2 separate regions of the Oryctolagus cuniculus genome follow, and region 1 is linked to region 2. A link is a contact called in public Hi-C data. All regions are on one chromosome and are shown on one strand. The core of a region is the stretch at or near the end of the contact, and the rest is flanking DNA. Distances in the headings are between cores, read along the strand shown. Region 1 overlaps MAMLD1 (mastermind like domain containing 1). Region 2 holds the start of MAMLD1 (mastermind like domain containing 1).

Evidence for each region. Hi-C and Micro-C count contacts between places; a contact is called where the count stands out from the background.
Region 1: a Hi-C map of an unstated tissue shows a contact between it and region 2, with 3 times the contacts expected there. The contact joins the enhancer-like site here to the promoter of MAMLD1 in region 2. A contact is called at or near these places in 3 of 6 Hi-C or Micro-C datasets (ear pinna, psoas muscle and an unstated tissue).

Annotation. Positions count from the first base shown.
Region 1 is chrX:129,241,521-129,248,076 of mOryCun1.1, reverse strand. MAMLD1 (mastermind like domain containing 1) reads right to left here. Exons shown (of 7, transcript XM_008275037.4): 3 at 6,098-6,556; 4 at 3,929-4,051. Among named protein-coding and RNA genes, the nearest start is that of MAMLD1, 93 kb to the right of the region's middle. Within about 2 kb of position 1,561, at least 1 of the 8 cell types and tissues checked has an H3K27ac peak or open chromatin away from gene starts, as enhancers often do.
Region 2 is chrX:129,148,932-129,156,476 of mOryCun1.1, reverse strand. It overlaps MAMLD1 (mastermind like domain containing 1), which reads right to left and starts at 4,439. Exons shown (of 7, transcript XM_008275037.4): 1 at 4,185-4,439.

The sequences.
Region 1 (6,556 bases), core at 312-2,811, 94 kb before region 2:
TAAGGAATTTCATTTGCAGTGCTAATTGAGACAGCAGTAGTAAAAGGTCATGCTCTACTAAGCAGGCTAGCGCAGCCTTGGAAGTTCAAACCAAAAGGAATCTGCAAAGCGTCCTTGTGGAGGCTCTAAGGGTTGGGTGAGTGCTGGAGAAGAGGGAGGGAAGGGAGAGAAAGAGACATGAGGCCTTTCCCTTTTTGGGATGGCTGTTTTGCACACTATGGCATCCATGTGGCTTCTCAGTTAAAGTCCACATGGAACGCCAAGCCCCAGGGCCATGGCCAAGCCAGACCAGTGCTCCCGGTGGCCTTGGTGCTGAGCACACTGACAAGTCCAGCCCTCAGTCTGTCATTCATGTACATACCGTTTGTTCTATTCATTGTCATTTTTTAGCAGTGGCAGGACTTGTGTCTGGATCTTGAAATGGGGGTGTGGCCTCTGGCCTGCTATAAGCCACTGGGGTCAGATCCAAGTTGGCTGCAGATAGAACTGGGCCACTCCTTCTTGACCCTGCCTACCTAAAGCTACCCTGCGGTCATCTTTGTTAGTCAGCACCCATATGGCTCCTAGTATGTAAGCCATCTGGGTTTGGAGGGAAGAGAAGCCAACACTGGCCCATCCCCACTAGCCAAGGGTACTTTTGGAAGCTGTGGCCTGGTGAGCTACTCTCCTCCCTTCTGGGGTCTTCAACCTCTTTGGCCACCTAGCAAAAGTCCTGCCTGACACCACCGCCATGAGAGCACCCTGCTTGAGTACCCTCCTGCTCCTCCTCTCCAAGTCTGCTGCCCTTTCTTGGGAGTCAAAGAGGAACCCGCGTGCAATCAAGACTCATTCTGTTGGGTTATTAGTATTGCAAGTTTCTAGAACATTCCTGAAACAGTGGCAGCTAGCATTGATGGGCCATTATTGTGTGCCAAGTGCTTTTACTTCACCTCATTTAATCCTCACAGAACCCCCAATGGGACAGGGATACTAGTATCTCCACTTTACAGGTGGCAGGACGGAGGTTTGGAGAGGCTGAAAAAGTAAAAACATGGCAGACCTAGGATTTGGATCCAAGTAATCAAAAGCCTGGGATCTCTGAACTTGGACTTGAGACCAGTTCTAGCACTTGCCCTCTACCAACACCATGGTGTCCCTGTCCTGTGTTGTCTCCCTTCAGGCCAGGATGCGGGGAGTGCTATACTTGGGAAGGCTCAATTTGCTGGGCAGGAGAAAGGACCACAGGTTGGGGTGGACAGGGGCTTCCCCAAGGCTCCACCTCAGATGGAGATTCCTAGATCTCCATCAAAGGCCCAGCCCTTGGAGAGAGCAGATGGCATGGTCACTGTCTCCACAACTGTTGGGTACTCACTGTTGCCTAAGCTAAAGGGATGGGTGGTTTCTTGCTGAAGGTCAAAAGTGTAGTTTTCCCAATAGCTTAATGCAGCCTTTCCCAAGGCAGGCTGGATTCTCCTCTGCTCTCAGAATTTGTCAAAACAACATCATGTGCCTCTTGGTCTGTTCCTCTGCAGCTGCCCCTTTCCCCCTGTGCTGTGCTTACTGCCTGCCTCAAGGATCAGATTACAGGCTTTTTTGTTCTGATTCCAACTGGCCAGCATCCACTCCCTCTTCCCGTGAAGCTGCACTCCCAGCTCTGCAAATGCAGTGGGGCTCCAAGGCATGTGCAGCAAGGGCACTGGGCGGGGGGAGCGGTGAGGTTGCGTCTTGTGAGCCTCACTCTCCCACAGCACATGCCCACCTCCTGCATGGACTTTTGTCTTTCAGTAAATGTTAGTTCCATTCTCTAGTGGTTAATCATAAAATTGAGGTAAGTCCTAGCCCTAAGTTTTGCACCACACTAGGGTATCCCCTGTGGTCTTCAGGGCAAGAAAGAGCACTGGATTCATGGCAGCAACATTTATTTTGTCTCACTTCCATTAAAACTAAGATATGTCACCAGCCTGGGCATAAGCTGGAGGCGGTTTGGGGTCATTAAAATCTAATAAACCAGGGCTGGATGCCACGACACCAAAAAGAGTTCAAGGTCCCACCCTTAATAATTTCAGATCCACTTGAACTTATTTGTAAGTTCAAGGTCAAGAAGCTCTGACAGCTTAATTGTATAAATTGGTTGCCAAATTTTATTTGGGGGCAAAGTTTGACCTGCACTTTGAGAAATATTCATATTTAGCTGCAAAAATAACAAAATGCTGCCCCAGATTCCACTGGAGGGTTGTGTGATATTTGGCATTTGAACCATATTCTCTTTCTCAAGTCTTGGAAAGGCATCTGGCTGCAGGGCTTTCAGAAGCAGAGTCACAAGCCCACACTAGCCCTGACTGAACAGACAGCACGTGCCTGGCACTGTTCTAGGCAGTCTCAGGTTATCATCTCCTTTGTCTCCTCAGTGCCTTATGCCATAGGAATTGGTCCTTCCTCGTTGTCAGTGGACGCTCAAAGAGGGTAACCAACTTTATTCATGGCACCATCTCAGTCAGCGTCCACGACCAGACTTGAACCTCAGATCAGTCTGCCTCCACTGTCCTTGCCCAACCTACCATGGTGAACTGCCACCTGGAAGCCTGGTGGCATTTACCTTTTACCTTAAGAGGAAGCAAACATTCCATTGAAATTTGATCATCCACACATCTGGTAAAAATGAAATCCTACAACTTGAGAAATACTACTCTGCAAATAACCACAAGCTCCTGTAGACAGCTGGATTTGGCATTTCTGCTTATACAAGAGTTTGCATCTCATTTCACATTTAGAAACTATTCCTTTATCAAACTAAGCTCCAGATTCGAATAAACATCCAGTGTTTCCATGGTAGCCACACTCATTCACAGGAAGTGCCATGGCCCTGCTTGCATGGCTCCACCTTGGGGCAGCTACCTGTCCTGCCACAGGGTTATCAGCTCTTGCCGCAAATATTCACCTCTTTCTAGCTTGTATTCTCACCCCAGAGCCGAGTTCTTATGCCTTAGAGCTCACAGAGAGAGGCTGTGAGAAGGGAGCAGAGCTTAGTGGCTTGGTCAGCCATGTAGAGAACAGACTGTTGGGGACAGGGTGTTATGAGAGCTGAGAGTTCCAGCCTGCAATGTGAACGTGGCCCTGCTCCCTTTTCTACCAGGCTGGGAGTTGTCTGGGAGGGGCAAGGTCTAGAACAGGAAGAGCCCGCAGACCTCACAGGCCCTACAACTGTTGCTACCCTCATGGCATGGCAGAAAAGAGGTCTGGAGAGGATGCTGCTCATGTCCTGTGTTGACACAGCTCCTGGCTTTGAACAGACAGATCTCTGTAGCCCCAGAAGACAGGCCTGGGCTCAGGGTCAGCAGCTACAGTCATTGTGAGAGCAAACCCAGTGTGCCAAGCCCTGTCCAAAGCTCTTTAGATGTATTCACACATTTACTCCTCAAACAACCTCTCACCACCGTCACTCTGCAGAGAAAGAAGCAGTAAAGAGCCTAAGGTAGGAATAGAAAGTTCTGCGGGCAGCGCTCCATGCAAGGAAGTAGGAGTAGCAGGACTCCCTGCTCTGGCGCTGACTTGCTGTGTGACTGCAGGCAGCTGTGGTGACTTCTCTGTGCCTTTCTTCTCAACATTAAAGGCAATGATAACAGCCCCTACCCCTGAGGATATCACTGTGAAAAGGCAGTTGAATACTGAGTCCCCTGGGCGCAGGCTAGCACTGGCTGGGAAGGCAGCACTTGCCGGCAGTGGCATCCTGTCTGTTGGCGGAGATCCCATGAAGCCCTTACCATGCTTCTGGCCTTGCTCTTTCTCTAACCACCCCCCCCCCCGCCCCAGGTAATTGGCTGGCTGTGGTTTTCGTGACCCCAATCGTTAAGCTTTCTCCCTCTGAGCAACTAATGTGGCTCTGGTGCAGCACAGTGAGACTACGAATGTACCCATTTGAAGATGAAACAAAACAAAACAGAAAGCTCACAATGTTAGGTGTTGACAGGTCTCCAGGCTGAGGTTCTTGCCTGCTAGTGAAAGAGTTCCAGTGTTGATGCTGGTGCTCCACCGAGCTAGCTGCAGAAGTCCATGTAAACTGTTGGGAACAGCCCTATAATAGAATCAAACCAAAGTGCTCCTGAACTGCAGACAAGGGCCCACACCCCGAGGTGGCCTGCCTGCTCTGTCCTGGTTTGTTTGTCTCCCGGCCACTCACCCCAGCACCCCCACCCCCAGGAGCTCTGTTTGCTGTATACATCCATCAAATGACCAATCACCGAGTGTCAAGCATGCTATCCGCTGAGGTTCCCTGGTACTTGGATGGAAAAGAAATGATGTCTATCCCCTGGGGGTTGCCATGGTCACACTCCTATAGGGCCCTCGAATAAGAAGTCAGCACCTGACACACGTGCTTTCCGTGTACCAGGTGCTGGGCCAAGCATTTTCCAGACATCTCCTCCACAGGAGAAAGAGAAGCACAGCAGGAAAGAGAAGCCCCTAGGATGGTCAGGGGAAAGTTTCTGGGAGCAGGTGGTGCCTGAGCCTGGAGGAGCTTCAGGAGTTAGAAAAAGGAGGGAGGGAAGGCCAGGCATAGGCAGTGGCAGGAGCAAAGGCGAAGCCACACACAATGGGCCACATGCTGCAAGCACTTTAAGGGTATAGAAATGAAGTGCAAGGCAGGGATTGATGGACAGAGCGTGAGGAGGTTGGTGGGGCCTATGAGAGTTTCCGAGCCAATGGGCAACATGATCGGATCACTGTCTTAGCGAGGCAAGTCTTGGAGTTTTGGATGGTTTGTTGGTGGAAACCAGTTAGGGGTCAACTGTATGAGCTCAGATAAAGAAGGAAGAGGGCCTGAATTTGGGCAGGGAGGAGAGCAAAGGAAAGGAGTGATATGACCACCAGTATTCTGTGCAGGCAGACACTTGACATGGCCCCCTGCAGAGCCCTGCCTCCTGGTGCTCACATCTTCAGGTACTGCTCTCTGGCTGACATCTACTGAACAGAATCCAGCAAACGTGGTGGGATGCTGTTTTGCAGACTAGGCAGAAAGCCTGTGATTTCTGACTTGCTGGCACTCCGTGCCTCAGCCCTGCCTTGGTGGAACACTTTCTCTTGCTCACTTGGATGAAGCCAGCTGCTTTGTACTGAGATGTTCTACGATGAGGCCATGTGGTCAGCATTGCATGAGGAACTGAGGCCTCCTCCCAGCAACCTGCAAGCAATTGCTTCCTGCCAACCATCCACGTGAGAGGGCTTGGGAGCCGGGCCTCCCTTGGAGTCAGGGAGCGACTGCAGCCTTATGAGAGCTCCTGAGCCAGAAGAGCTGGCTACGCCATGCCAGGACTCTGGACTCACAGAAACTGCAAGGTCACATACATGTGGGCTGAAGCTGATGTTTGGGTTTTGTTATGCAGCAGTAGTTAAAGAAGACAGGTAGCGATCAGAACCGTGAGAAGTGGGAATGGCCACAGACTTCGCCCAGAGAATCGGCTGCCTTGAGCGATGAAAAAGCCAGAGGGGATGAAGAAGCAGAAGTCAGAAGGGATCTGGGGATGAGCACAGGCTCTGGAGTGAGACTGCCTGGTGTGAAGTCCCTGCTGTGGCCCTGGCTAACTGTGTGACTCTGGGCAAGTCACTGCGACACTGAGCCTCTCGGGCTTTGTTTGTAAGATGGAGCTAAGAGCGATCATCTAAGAAGCACTTCTTTTTTTCTTCTTGGGACCTGCCTCAATGCAGCACAGAGGTGAACGGCATGCTAGGCGGCTGTGCGAGTGTGCTACAAGGCTCAGGGTCCAGCCTGCTGGCGGCAGAGACCAGATGGGAATGCTTCGCAGCAGTTTCCTGTGTCTTACGAAGCCTGTGCTGGTCTCGCCACTTGGTCCTGGCAGGATGACTGAGTGCCATGCAGTTCTGACTTGTCCCCCTGGCTGAACCCCTGGGGATACCTCATGGGTGCAGCTTTCCTCCCAGGGGAGTTAGGTGATCCGAACAGGCATGGAACACTGTGCTTTCACATACATAGACTTTTCCAGAATGAAGTCCAATCTCAGAGGAGACCACAACTGGCTTTGCCCTCCAAAGCCAGGTGGTGATAGCATACAACGCAGTTTTCATTCTAAAACAAAGGGCCTCCCGGGATGCGAGGTTGTCTTACCTGTGTGGGCAGAGCAGGCACGGAGTCTGCAGCCACTGAGCGCCGAAAGCGCTGTGGCTGCTGCACCACCTGCCGCAGCAGGAATGGAGAGGAGTCAGGCGGCGGCGGTGGCGGCTGCGGCTGCGGCTGCGGCTGCGGCTGCAAGGTAACAGTGGTGCTGGAGGAGGCAGTGACAGCAGAGGCCTGTGCTGCTGTTGTCTGGGGCAGGTAGTGGAGCAGGGAAGGCTGCCTGGAGGTGGCAGGCATGGGGGGTACCTTCTGGGGGCCTGGCTCAGAGACAAAGTGGGACAAGGGCTTGGTGTTGCCGAAAGTGAATGGCTCGGGGGCTGCCGGGCTGGCGCTGACCATCCCTTGCTGCATGCCCACGTTCAGGGTTTTGGATGAGCTGCTGGTCACAGGCTTAAAGATGGGGTTGGCTGGCGGCTGCTGGCTCGGCAGATGGCTGGTGGGTGTCAGGCT
Region 2 (7,545 bases), core at 3,190-5,689:
TATTTTGTTAAGAAGTCATAGCATTTTAGAACTGGAACAGACTCATATTCAGAGGTTCTGGGGGGGAGACAAGGAGGGAGGATGAACTCACTCAGGTTCACTCTGGACATTAATGGGAAGAGTCTTCTAGAACACAAGTTTCCTAGCTCCTAGGCTATGATCTCTGCAGGGCACTGTGGTAGACAAAAAGTCAGACTCTTAAAAAAAAAGGAGGGGGGTTACTGAATATGTGAAGCCCCTTCAAAGAAGAGAAGTGGAGAAGCTGCTGTCAGAAGAACCCTTTGTCTAAGATCAGTTTCTGCCCATTTCATGACCACAAACAGTAATTCAGTTCCTGGGGATGCCCCATTCACAAGAGAGCTTTGGGGGTGACCAATTTAAAAGAGAAAAGATACTTAAACATGTCGGCAGAGCTTGAAAAATCCCTTTCCTTAGTGAGAAGGATGGGAAACAGTAATCTCCTACCTTGAAATGCAGCTAACATGTAGCCCCCACCCCCACACCAGCAACAGGCTATTTCCTCGTTGAGTTTAAAAATTCAATGACGTTCCTCTTTCAACCCACACATCTGTGTCACTGTCAGCGTCAGTGGCAGGAAAACAGACGAAGTCACCCTTTGCTAATGATTTCCTAACATGGAGTTTCCTTGTATCTCCTGAAGCCTTTCTTCTTCCAATGCCAAACTGCCCCCTCCCAGCCCACGCCCACCAAAACACACTGTACTAATGCTCATGGCCGGAAGAGGACGGCGTTTAAGGAGGTATGGTGAGGAAGAGTTTCAGCTCCTTGTGATATTTTTAAAGAGGGAAAGGAGGAAGGACTGCTGGTTTTTCCTAAGGCAGCAGGAACAAAACAGAGAGGTTTCCTCCCAGGCATCTGGAAATCTATCAGCCCCATGGTTCTCTCCCCCTTTTCCTGCCACCGCCTTCTCAAGTTGTACTTTATGCAACATTCTGACATTAGCATGGAAGGGGACGCTTTCACAGGGGAAGCAGGGAGGCACTCAGAGAGCAAAGCAGTCCCCAGAGCATGGAATAGGCATTGGACAACCATCAGAGCACAACGCAATACAGGAACCCATCATTTCTCCACTCTGGAGAATAGCCTATTTAATATGCAAACTGGTCATCAAGAGAAAAGAGGGCTGTTACTTTAAGGGGAAGAAGCTGATTAGCTGCTCTGGCTGGCAGCAAACAGCTGGTCTGTCCGGCAGGTTCAAGGCCATTTCTGCTTCTCTCTTATGGAGGCACCATATGTTCCATCTCGCACATCAGCAGCTTTCTTTTCCAATGATCTTGCTCCAGAAGAGAAGCACAAAGGGGGAGGAGTAGGTAGAACTAATAGTTTACCCTTTGATTACTTTCTTGTGGTTTTTAGATGGGGGAGGGGGGATATTAGCGCTTCACCTTCTGCTCCAAAGACCAACACTTACTACTGATCTCCAGACATGGAAATGGAGTGGCCTAGAGGAAGGATACACTAAAAGGCATAAATACAAAATCGGCATCGGACTAAATGAGATGGGGAGGGGCAAGGCGGCGGTAGAAGGAAGGGACCTGACTCCTGCTCCGGAGACCCACCAGCCAGAGTCGGGGCCCCGCCCACTTCTCCTTATTTGTCACTTTGCCTTATTGTCAGTGCTCCCTTCCCGAACAAACTTCAAGAGGAGAGAAGCTGACCACTTTAGGCGACGGGGTGGAGCGGACCGACAGGATGGCGAATGGTTGCTTCTAAATTATATTTAACACTCCTCGGGATGTTATGCCCAAGTCCCTCAGATTTTTAGGTGTGCGGCAGAGGAGCGGCAGGTGTAAGGAAGAAGGGCCCACTAAATCATCGATTCCACTAAAGCGGGCGGCCCGTGCATCTTGGACATTCCCAAGTGCCGGACGCTGACTTAGTGCTGAAGTGGCAGGTAGGCGCTGGGTCCCAAGGGCCACGCTGGTCCTCACTGCCTGCCCAGACAGCAAGGCCCCAGCAGGTGGTGGCTCCCACCCCTGCACACCTCCAAACAAAAGGAACTCACGAAGAGTTGGAGCCCCCGGTGTTGGTGGAGGGTGGGGGTGAGGGTGAGGGTGCGGAGGACGCGGGAAGGAATGCAGCCAGACGTGGAGTAGCAAAAACCTCTGAGCCGACGCGGGCGTCTTAGCTACCGGCGGGCGCTACAGCCGCCCCACAGCCTGGGAGTCCTTCGCAAAGCGAAACCGAGGAAACGGCGCCCCCTATGCCCGAGGCCGGCGAGCACAGCTGCAAGCCTTGGCCGAGCGCTGGGCGCCTGGGGCAACAAGGCTCTCCAGCTCGCTACACAGCCCGCCCGGACATCTGGGCTGCCGGGATTTAGGGTATCCAAGGCTGGCATGCCAGGCATGCATAGGGAGCTGGGGGCCAGGGCTCCCTGCGCCTTCCTGAGTTCCTGCAGAGGGTCCCTGAAACGCAACCCCTCCCCCATCTCCTACATTTGCCCTAGAGTCCCAAGCGGCTCAGAGCCACTTGGAGACAGCCGCCCCCGCCCCCTGCGTCCCTTTCCCCTTCCCTCTCTCCAGCCTCCAGGGAAACAAAGGGGCTTTTTATAAAGCGGATTGTTGGCGGCGGCGGCGGCGGCGGCGGCGGCGGCGGGGGTGGGAGGGAGAGGGGATCTATAAAGACAAGAAGAGGTGGGAGGGAGGGAGGGAGGCAGGGAAGGAAAGAAGCTGCGTGGCCTCCGGGGGCCGGGAGCTGCGGTGGCGGTCGGGAAGCCCCAGCCAGTGCATGGTGGACCCCGCCTGGCTGGTGGACACCCGAACGACGGCCCGCTGCGGCAGTGCTGCCCAGTGGCCCACCAGAGCAGGGGAACATGATCCCCCGGCTGTAGGCGGCAGGATTCCCGTGAGCGTCTCCCCCTAGAGACCCAGGCCCTCTCCCTAGCCAACTCTTTCAAAATTGTTCGGGCTGCGGAGACTTTGCGTCTTTGTTAGAGCGCGGCTGTCTCTCTTCAGCTTGTCTCGCTCACCCTGGCAGACAATGTCCCGGGGCTGCCCTGGTCGGCTACCCGCAAATGGCACGTTCGCAGTGAAGACAGCGCCCCGGGGGAGGGGGGGTTTCCTTCTGCTGGCAAACAACGACAAGCCACCCCAGCGAGGGGAGTCCCATCAGCCTACGTCCCCTATTCACCCTGCACTCCTGCCCGCACACACCCCCATATTCAGGGTGCTAGACTAACCGCACCCCGCTGCAACAGCGCCCAGGGGAGTGATTCCCCTGACCTGAGGTGCGTCTCTTTTTGCTGAGGTTCCGACAGCTTCGGTGCTGAGTTTTCTGGCAGGCTAATCCGATTAGTGTCTGCTGAGTCCGAGTTTACTCACGAATCAGAATCCGAGGGCATCGCCAGCTTTCCAGGAGTCTGCCGTCGCACTGCATTGGAACCGAGCCTGCCCAAGCCAACTGGCCGAGAAAAGTATTTGGCGACGCTTCGGGGGGCTTCCCGCCCGCTCTAACAGACGCAAGGCTCTGCCCCCACGCTGATGCCCAGCGGCCCAAAGCACGGATTCTGGCTCCGCGGCGCTGGGAGCGCAAGGCAGTAGCACAGTCTGGGCTGACTCCGGTAGGCAGCTCCGCGCCAGGCTTCTCTCCCAAGGAGTTGGCTGGGGAGGGAGCGCAGGGCAGCCGGCTAGGCACGCGCGCACACTCCACACTATCTCATCTGGTCAGCGGCAAACCGGATTAGGGTGAGGGAATCCTTCCCCAGCGCCCACTGCCGATCAGCCCGGGCTCAGGGAGCCAGCATGCAGAGACCCAGTCGCCAGTGGCATCCAAGCTGTGAGTGGCCCAGGAGCGCTGGGTCGGAGTGGGAGCCTCCCCTTAGCCCAACGCAGCGGTCAGGAGCCCCGACACAGCTTGTTACTCTCTCCCTTCTCTCCTCGGTACGTGGTTGCCCTTGCCGAATTTCAGGAAATTTCAGACACGGGGCTGAGGCCACAGCTCTCGGGCGCTGTGAGCTGCGCTCAGCCTGGCCGGACCAGTCCGAGAAAGGGACAGACGCCTGCAGCGCCAGGTGGGCCTTGTGTTCGGAGCAAACTTTGGGGTCCCCCGGCTCGCAGCACCCCCGGGCCCTAGATCCTCAGCGATGGGGACTGTAAGTGATGGCCACAAGTACACCCCGGAGACCCCAGAGCAGTTGCACCTCCTGCGTCCGCCCTCAGCCTTACCGTGCTGCAGAGCTCCGGAGGCGGCGGGGGCAGTGCCCAAGGGGCGGGCGGCCGCCGGCTTGGGCAGCCTGACCCCAGGCGCCCGCCGAGTGGCCCAGCCCCGTTGCAGATCACCCCGTGGCTAGCGGCCCGTGCCCCCGCACCCGCCTGCCGCTGGCCGCTTCAGCTCACGACCAAGTTCATGCTGGCTACGCGGCAGTGGCGGCCTCAATCTGCTCGCTCCATTCCCACCGCCGGGCTCCGCGCCGCGCGCCCGGAAGGTGGAGTTTCGGGGGTTTAAGTTACTGATAGGCATTTCTCACTGCTGTGTCACTCGGGGAGGAGGAGACACGCACGCCGCACACTCACACACCCTCACACTCACAGGGATGAGTGGCTCCGGCCTTAAAGGGGAAGCTGCGCTACCCAACCCGTGGACAGCCAAAGCGCCACAGCCGCGCGAGGAACCCCGGGGCCCTCCAACCACTTTTTAAAGGGGTAAGCGGCCACAAACTGACTTTGCTGTAGCTGCCTCATTTTCCCAGGCAACTCAGACTAGGACAGCTGGAGAAGGCCCCTAGGGGCAGAAAAGGCACGGGGACACTCACTTGGCCAGCTCCGCACGCAGTAGAAGGCAGCCTGTGCCCTAGGCGTCAGGTGGCTAGCCTAGACAGTGCGCTGATGGAGAGAACCCAGAGCGCAGCCAGGAGCGAATAGAGAGCTCCCGATGGGCTGCCGGCTGCCTGGTGCACTCGGGAAACCCACAGGCATATTCCTGTGTCTGGTGAGTGAAGTGTGCCCAGGACAGACGGAGAGCCAGCAGGGAGAGCGGGAGAGTCAGCACTCAGCAGTGACAGGGAGAGAGAACACTCCAGACCAAGAGAGACAGAGGAGTCCATGAAAGACAGAGAAGGCAGAGACCGAGAGATAAAGATCTAGAGAGGCACTACAGAGGCAGAGAGAATGGGGAGAGGGAGAAGGAGAGGGAAGAGTGAGGGAGCAGGGAAGTGGGGGAGAGAATAGAGAATGCTAGAGAAAAGAGATCCTGGAAGACCTTCGAAGAGTCCCAGAGAAATCTCATCACGAAGTGTCCTATTCCAGCCACTCTCCCCCTTCCCAATTCTCACCAGAGCCTGTGCCTTTGCTCCTCTTTGCTCACCTGTGGTGGATGGTTGCGGGGTGGTCAGCACCGGTCGTCCAGCCTCGTGTCCCTTTGCCAGCTGCAGCCCTGAGGGTCAAACACACTTGCTGTGCTGCTCCTAAGCTGCACCCCTCCCTAGAGCCGCGCTCTTCACTCCCCCCCCCACCCCGCCTTCAGCACTGAGGTGGACGCCCACCAGCCTGTGCGCTTAGCTAAGAACCCAGAAACGCCAGCCAGTCTTATGCCCCACTAGCCCAGGGTGAGAGAAACTCCTGCACAAGCTGTTCTGCACCGACCCTCTCCTCGGGGTTAAGTCTGCTGACACCTGAGGCTTCAGCAGAAACATTGCTTTCTCGCCAACTGCCCAATGAGCCAGGGTTCCCATTCTGCTCTGGGGCCGAGGCACACCACTCTCTGCCCCCTCCTCCCTCCTGGGGCATTGGGCTGTATCCCTTCTCCCAGGTCGCACCCGGGCTGCAATTCCTAACCTGGATTTCCCCAGGCGCCTGTGGCTGAGGCAGGGACCAAGCCTAGCTCTTGACAGCAGCAGCAGCAGCAGCCCTGGAGCGCCTGCTTGCACCTGGGAGTAGCAACCTGTTGCCACCACCTAGGATCAAGCTTGGCGGAGCCTCAGGCTACTAATGAAGCGGTGGGTCTACTGCCCTCTTGGCTCCTCCTTCCTTTCATGGCCCCGCCCTCGGCAAACGCTTGGGTCCCCTTAGAAAAGCAAATGAAATGCTTTTGTGGGCTACAGGAGTACAGGTACAGGTACAGGCTGGGTGGGTGAAGTTCGCTGATGGAACAGCAGTGTCTGGGCTACCCAGGAGGCACAACTGCTGCAAGGTGCACAGCTCAGCCGGGCTGTTGGGAAGGAATACACCTTGGCTAGGCCCCCCTGCTGTCAAGCCAGGACCGGTCAAGGCTCTCTGATGACTGAACAGATCAATCTGTTGAAGGTGGGGAAGGGAAGGGGGAGTCCACACACCACCCAGTGCTTTCTCGAGAGCTCAAAGAGCTCAGGAGACTCTTGAAGGGAATCCGATCAAACAAAGCTAGCTGGAGATGGACTGTGTCTTCCTTGAGCAGGGTGCTTTCAAAGGTGGATCCCCTTCCTCAAAGGGCAGGAGCCAGTCAAACCTCAAGGCACTTGCTCGGTTTCTCCAGGGGGTGGCGTGATGTGCATTCCCCCAGTGTCCTGAGAAGCCAGTGAGATCACAGCTGCCCCTCTCTCAGATGGCTCACTGCTGGCTTGCCACCACCACCTGGCTGGCCGGTGGATATCTCAAACTCCAGATGATTGGAAGTGAACTCCTGGCCATCCGCCCAACCCACCACGCCCATAGTCCACCACCTCTGTTCAAGACAGTTCCATCCTTTAAGTTACCCAAGGCTGCGTGCCCTGGAGTCTTGCTTTTTCTCTTTCGCTCATATCCCAAATGCAGTCCAGCAAACCATTCTGTTGTCTCTGTCCTCAAAATGCATCCACAATCTCTGTTTACTCCATTCCTTCATGACTCCAGCCATCAGTGTCTCCCTCCTGGGTCACTCCAGTCACTGCCTACCAGATTGCCCCGTGTCTTCCCTCTTCGCAATCCTCACAGTTTATTCCCTGATCTCTCTGCAAACCCCTGCAGTGACTCCCCAGTGCACTCAAAGTAAAACTGAAGCGCATGACCGATGCTGCGGCTCACTAGGCTAATCCTCCGCCTGTGGCGCCGGCACCCCAGGTTCTAGTCCCAGTTGGGGCACTGGGTTCTGTCCCCGGTTGCTCCTCTTCCAGTCCAGCTCTCTGCTCCATCCTCTGTGGAGGATGGCCCAAGTGCTTGGGCCCTGCACCTGCATGGGAGACTAGGAGGAAGCACCTGGCTCATGGCTTCGGATTGGCGCAGCACGCCAGCTGTGATGGCCATTTGGAGGGGTGAACCAATGGAAGGAAGACCTTTCTCTCTGTCTCTCTCTCTCACTGTCTAACTTTGCCTGTCCAAACAAAAACAAAAAACAAAAAACAAAAAACAAAAAAACCTGAAGTGCTTCTGGTGGCTTGTGAGGCCATGTACAACATGCCTGCCCTGTAACCCCCTATTTTGATAACATCATTGATGTATTTTGGCCTTGCTCACCCTGTTCACCAGCCACACAGCTTCCGACTCTTCCTCAACACACTAGGTATGTCCCACCTTGGTGCATTTGCACAAGCTGTTCCCTTGGACTGGAATTCACTTCCCCCAGATATCCAAGAGG